2 separate regions of the Sus scrofa genome follow, and region 2 is linked to region 1. Evidence: chromatin contacts called from public promoter capture Hi-C data. All regions are on one chromosome and are shown on one strand. The core of a region is the stretch at or near the end of the contact, and the rest is flanking DNA. Distances in the headings are between cores, read along the strand shown. Region 1 holds the start of NR1D2 (nuclear receptor subfamily 1 group D member 2). Region 2 holds the start of TOP2B (topoisomerase (DNA) II beta).

Region 1 (3,382 bases), core at 668-3,167:
ATATGCCACGGGTGCGGCCCTAGAAAAGACAAAAAAATAAAAATAAAATCAAAATTAAGATCAGTGAAAATGTTCCAGGAAGGTTCAAACTAGAAAAAAAAACCTAACCACTGAGCCAGCCCACTTTATTCAAACACAAAAGCTGGCTTTATTCATCCATGGTAGGTTAGATGAGGCTGAACTTTATACTTCTAAATCCATACCAAGTAAGTTTAATTCCATAATAGTTACTGAACTTTTTTTAACTACACTCACAGGTTAAACAGGCCCATAGGTAATTAAAACACACGAGAATGACTTTATTTTTTACTGCTGGTGGAAATTTCACAACACTTTGTTATCAAGCCATGGTTTTTTGAACGGGTAACTTAAAACATAATCACTGGCTGCTTCTGCAACCTCACTGTCTTCAGGTAACGGTCCATCCTTTGATTGGGGGGGGAGGGAGGCAAACAAAAGGGCAGAAGGTAGCCGGGTATTGTGCTGGGATGTCAAGGCAGGAAAGGTAACAAGAAAAGGGGTGATAGAGTCAAATTCTGTTATCAGAATCAGAATCAGACAAGGTGAAAGATAACAAGAAAGGGCGTGATAGAGTCAAATTCTGTTATCAGAATCAGAAAAGGTCAGCAACCCAAGGGTTTAAAGAAATTAAGCGAAAAACGACCAGCCTTACAGGAGGCCTGGGAGTCACTGGGGTCACCTCGGTCACGCCCAATAGAGCTGAAGGCTGAGCCAAGGGTGGACCCGCCCATAGAGGAAGGTGGTGAGGTAGAAGGCTTCCCAGAAGAGATCACTAAAACAGTCTTTTTTTTTTTTTTTTTTTAATACGAAGTAGCACCACAACCTGGGCGTTCCCCGGCCCCTCCGCCGGGCGTCGCTGGGAAGCCAAGCACCTCCAGGCCCCGCGGAGGGTCATGCGTCGGGGAAGCCCCAGGTTGTCCGGCCGCACTGCCTTCAGCGCCAGAGCGCCCACGCCGGGCGCCTTCCTCTCCCTGCCCGCAGCCAGGCCGCGGCTCCCGCGTAGGCTCAGCTCCCGGCCGCCGAGCGCGGGTCTCCGCGGCGCGCACGCGCGGCCTCCTCCGCAAAGAGCAACCCCGCGGGGGAGGAGGGAACCGCGCCACGTCACAGCCCGAGGGTTCCGGAGAGGCGGGGCCTCCGCGGGGCTGCGGCGCTCCCGGCTGGCGCGCGCGCACCCGCCCCCACGTGTCCCTGCGGCCCCCGGGAATGTGGGTCACCGAGCCGAGCGGCCTCACGTGTCCCCGCCCGCCGCCGCCGCCCCAGCGCCCATTATGTAATGCCGCGTCATGAGCCCGCCCAGCCAACCGGCGCCCGCGCGCCGCCGAACGTAAACACAGCGCGCACGTGGCTCGCGCGGCCAGGCCATGTGAGGGGGGCGCCCGGCCGGCGCCGCGGGCCGCGCTGCGGCGGTGCGGGGAGCCGAGAGGGCGGCCCCGGGGCGACGAGCTCAGAGCCCGAGGCGAGCCCGCGGCGCACAGCAGCCCTCCCCGCCAGCCCGCGCCCCGCCAGCCCGCAGCCCCGCCGCAGCCCTCCGAGTGCCCGCCGGGATCCAGCGCCCCTCCGCCGCGCTACCCCGCCCAGTGGGCTCTTACCCGCATTCACCTCCATGGTGCCCTCGGGAGGGGGCCGAGGCCGCCCGCTTCCCGCAGAAGGGGCAGCGCCGCCGCCGCCTCAGCACCGCGCCGCCCGGGGCCGGGGCCCCCTCATGGGCAGGGCGGGCGGGACGCCCGGACCCGGCCCCGCGGCCGGAGAGCGGGCTGCGGGGAGAGAGGGCGGCGGCGGCGGCGAGCGGCCCTCTTCGCGGGGTCCCTGACAACAAAGCGGCGGCGCGGCGGCTTCCTGCAGCCAGCGCACCGCGGCGGCGAGGGCGGCTGATGGGGAGGGCAGCCGCGACCATGTGACCCGCGCACACCCCCTCCCTCCGCCCGCCCCTCGGCCGGCCGCTGCGGCGACTCCGCCCCTCCCGCCGCCGGCTCCCCTCCCCCTCCTCCCCAAGCCACCGCCCGCTCTCCCTCACCCTCGGGCCCCTCCTCCTCCCTCCTTCCTTTCTCGCTGCTGACCTTCCCGCCTCCGTGGGAGCCCCCCAGGCTTCCTTCCCCGAACCTGCCCCACCCCCGCCTAGTGACACCTTAGGTCTCCTCGGACGTTTACCTAGGCCCGCCCGGTGGCGCCAAGCAGGCGTGCTTTGCAGGATCCAGGGCTGGCCCCAACCCTTGACCGCGCCTCAAGTCGGCTCTCCGACTTACCCACCTCTAAAGACCAGGCTCTGCAGATACAGCCCACATCCCTTCCCTCTGCACCCCCGGGTGACTTCATTCAGTCCAACAGCTCAAGTAGGCTTGTGTTCTGATGATTGCCGAATGTACATTTCCAACGTCTCCTCTGAGCCCCAGATTCCTGCATTCAGCAGCCCGTTTGATTATGCCACCTTGATATCCTTTTGGCATCTCAAATTTAAGGTGTAGGCAGGCGTATGCTTGTGTCAAAACTCAGCAAATGCACACCGAAGATTTGTGCGTTTCACCTTGTGTGTACATTTTACATCAAAAGGAAAAAAGGGGGGAGACCAATGACGTGTGCCGAGGTATGAAGAGGGCAGTGCACTGATGCCTGCAAATTTAAGTGCATTATGAAAGCAAGATGGTCTGAGGGATGGAGGCCAGGATGGACGGTTAGAAGCATAATAATCTTACTATGTAAATCATGTAGTAGTTGTAGATGTTTTATGTGGGTATTCACTGTAAAATTCTAAGTTGCTCTTTGAAATTTTTCAATATGAAATATTGAGGGAAATATAATTCATAAGACATTTTTACATGTGCTGCATCCCTTCGCCCCCCATCACCCACTGCCCCATCACACACACATACACACTCTACCCCATCAACATCTACTTTTTGATAAATCTGCCAGTTCCTAAAACCAACAAATTGAGTTTCACTTCTCTCTCTCTCTCTTCCTGTCTTTCTCCCTCTCACTGCTTTTATACCTGGTTCAACCCATTAACAGATCTGAGCTATTCTACCTTCATAATACATCTTTGATCTTTCAGTTTTTCACCATCAGCATTGTCATTACTGTAGATCAAACCACCATCTTCTCTTGCCTGGGCTACTCTAATAGATCCCTAACAGGGGAAACTGTGCCTGGAACCACCTACAATCACTTCTACCCAGTGTTATGTTTTTAAATGTTAATGAGATCTAATTACTCAAAACCCTCCAATCGCTTCCTATTGCTTTTTTTAAAATCCAGTACTTGAAGCTGCCCTGCAAAGCTCTGCACAAACTTTGGGCCCTGCTTCTCTCCTAGGCCTTCGAGCACCATCTACACAGCTCTCTACACAATGTGGTCCTCATTGCTT
Region 2 (3,338 bases), core at 170-2,669, 1.8 Mb before region 1:
CTGTGTGGGTAATTTCTTTCTTAGAAAGCTTCAATGTGCACGAAATCATTCCTTAGTGTGCATTTGAAAATTAAAAAATTAGAGCGCTTAGAGGCAGCGGGCACAGTTCTGGACAGAAGAGAATGAGACGTGACAGTGACATCTCTGCATTGTTCAGAGGAGAGAGAAGGTCATCAAAGGGTAGCATAGAACCTTCAACCCACCTGGCATTCTTTCCTGAGAACGTTCTCCGTGCCTCTGTTACCATTTAAGTTCTTTAAAAGCAGTTTTCCTGAAACTAAACCAGTTTTCTTTTGAGGTAAGGGAAGGACAGGGAGAAAAGAGATGGAGGAGGGGAAGGTCTGAGCAAGAATTCTTTTACAGCAGCGTCCACCCGGGGCTTGGGGAGCGGAGGTCATCGGCCCTCCTTGCACCAGCGATCTGCAACGTGCTGCCTGTGGTTTACAACCGCTCTTTAAAAATACTTTCCCCTTCGGGACGGCCTCCGGCTCCTTCCTGCCCCCGCCCCCCCTCCCGCCCCCGCGGCCCCAGGCAAAGAAGCTCCTTGGCTTCGCCAGCAGATCTTCAAAGGCACGCTTGAAGGATTAAAGACAACCAAAGACCAATTCGACCCCTTCCCTTTGCCGCCCTCCAACGACCCTTGACAGCAGCCCCTGCTCTCCCTTCAAATGGCCACACACACAAACAAAAAAGCCTCAAGTCTTCCCTTCGGTTGCTACCCGCAATGACGTGTGCCCTTGGGTGCCGCCCCTCCGGGGGCATAGAATTTTGTGATTGGTCGGCAGGTTGGCCAACAGGGCCCTATTGGACGCTGCGGCGTGACTGACAGCCGGCCGCCGCGCCCTCCCTCCCGCGGCCCCCCAGCCCTCCCCCAAGTGAGAGTGTGTGCGGTGTTATGCCGGACGAGAGGGAGGCGACCGCGGCAGCGGCGGATCTGCTCATTGTCCCTCTCGGCGACTGTGTGTGAGGAAGTCGGGCTGCCGATCCGCCGACGCAGGCGCCTTCTGTGGCAGCGGCCACCCGCTCCTGCTCCCCGGGCGGCGGCCTTCGAGGATCCTGAGGAAGGACCGGGCGCCTCCTCGTTCTCGCCACGTCCGGACGCCGGGTTGCCGGCCGCTCGCCGCCTGCGCTCGGGCCCCGGGCAGGAGGCCGCGCCGCCGCCCAGCTGCCGCCGCTGCCGCCCGCTTCCTGCTCGCGCGCCTCCGCCTGGGCGGCCGCGCTAGGCCCGGGCGGCGCGGCCGCGCGCCTCGAGTTTGAGGGCTGCGAGCGGCGCGGCCTCCTCGGCGGGCTCAGCTAGGCGAGCGCCCGGGCCTCGGCGATGGGGCGCGGGGGGCGGCGCCGCTAGGGCTCGGCGGCCGGGCGGTGGTGCGGAGCGGCAGCGCGGGAGGCGGCGCGGCTTCGGCCCGGGAGCGGGCGCCATGGCCAAGGCGGGCGGCGGAGGCGCGGGAGTCGGCGGCGACGCGGCGCTGACTTGGGTGGTGAGTGGCGGGCGGCGCGGGGGTCGGGGCGCGGCATTGTTCCCGGGCGGGGGCGGGGAAGTCCGGTCCTGAGCTGGGCCGGTCGGGGCTCCCGCTGCAGAACCTCAGCTCCCGCCCTTCTTTCTTCTCTGCCTCCGGAGGCTCGGGATTCGGGAGTGTCCTGTGCACTTGAAACTTTGGGGGACCAGCCAGGGACAGGACAGGCGCCCCGCCTCATCTTTCCAGGGCAGGCACCTGAGGTGATCCGATGGCAGTAATGCGTGTGTGTCCGTGTGGGTCAGCACTTTCTCCAATGTGCCCTAAAATAATCCCGGGGAGAGGGGCGCGCGCATATGTGTTGCAAATGCAACCATTCCTGACGCTCTGATCTCTCAAAAGAAGAATGGATTTGGTGGGGAATTCGGCTACAGCAGTTTTTTCACTGCGGTTCGGAGAGTCTTAGTCGACGGTGCATTCGGGGTGGCCCTTTCACAGCAGTTGATATACTGTAGATCGTCCATCTGTCACAGTGGGATTATTCCAAGAAGGGCTCACCTGCGTCAGCATCGCAGGTGAAACCGGGTGGGGGCTGAATGGAGATTGTTGGATTGGCGACCAAAGTCATTTGTTCAGGAGTTAAAGGGTTTTGGCGCTCACTTCCTGCCAGGAAGTAGTAGAGGAGGGAAGACCTAGAGAGGTCTGATTCCCACGGCGGATCGATAATTCACCCGCATTTCACTTGCTCAGCATAGAGTTCAGACCAGGGTCATTTCCTACACGCACGGAAAGTCCAGCTCAGCCAACTGACTAGGTATCCAGGAGAAAAATAAAACGCGTTGCGTTTCTCAGGGACTTTCAATGGACCTTCGCTTTTTCAAAACACCTAGGTAAACTTTCAAATTGGCATTTTTTATTAAGTTCTTCATTTTTCTCTTTGTTTGGATGAGCTTTAGGTGAGTCGAGTAGCAGTTCTGCTGTATTGGCAAGTATTCTTTGTAACAAGCATGTTACTGATAACAAAAATATTTTAACTGTTCATGTTTGTATGCCAAGATGCTTTGCAAAATAACTCGCCAGACTCTTATTGTTGGATCTCGCCAAATTCTGTAGGTTATTTCAGTAATGTAGTATGAACAGACTAGAGCCAGGAGGGATAAAATGTCAGATAATAAGTTAACAGTCCATGTGAACATGAGGTGGAGGAGGCATGCATAAATGGAAAAGAAGCATTTTCTAAAATTGATGGCCTTTAGCCTTGTTACTGAAATCAAACAACTTCTGAAAATGAACTTAGCCAGATGGGTCTCATTCACTGTTTGGGAGTGTTGAGGCCTGATCAGTGTTTCCTTTGAGGACCTCTGATTCTCTGTAATGGTATAAACATTTTGCTCCGAGATTGAATTGGTTAGCTTTACCATTTAATAGCAGTATTTTAGTTTACTGTCACCTAACTTTGAAGATGATTGAATGACCACTTTTTCATTCAAGCTCCATAGGAAATTTTCCCTTAATTTACTAAGAAATTTCATGAAACTTAGAGGGTCTCATTCAGTATCAGAAAAATTCATTTGAAACTAAAATCGACTTATTGATTCAATATTTTTATTATAAAACTGTTATGGGAAATATAGTAAAATAAGTAAAGACCACTTAATCTTTTATGTATAACTTATTCTCTTGTTGAATTAGAAATTTATGAAAAAGACAGTCACTCCATAAATCTGTCTTAAGATTTGATGCTTGCTTTACATTTGTCAGATTATATGAATATTTTTGTGTCCTTAATATACATCATTGACCATAGACTATAGTTTAATTATTTGAGGAGCAGTACAAGAGAGGTGTTTAAGAGTGTGGACTTTGATGGCAGACGTAGATTCA

The links. Promoter capture Hi-C pulls out the DNA fragments that hold promoters and counts their contacts.
Region 2: a contact with region 1 is called in a promoter capture Hi-C map of liver, with 4 times the contacts expected there. The contact joins the promoter of TOP2B here to the promoter of NR1D2 in region 1. A contact is called at or near these places in 1 of 5 promoter capture datasets (liver) and 1 of 47 Hi-C or Micro-C datasets (heart right ventricle).

Annotation. Positions count from the first base shown.
Region 1 is chr13:10,755,489-10,758,870 of Sscrofa11.1, reverse strand. It overlaps NR1D2 (nuclear receptor subfamily 1 group D member 2), which reads right to left and starts at 1,917. Exons shown (of 8, transcript XM_021071423.1): 1 at 1,611-1,917. The coding sequence starts at 1,626.
Region 2 is chr13:12,573,123-12,576,460 of Sscrofa11.1, reverse strand. It overlaps TOP2B (topoisomerase (DNA) II beta), which reads left to right and starts at 1,419. Exons shown (of 37, transcript NM_001258386.1): 1 at 1,419-1,478. The coding sequence starts at 1,419.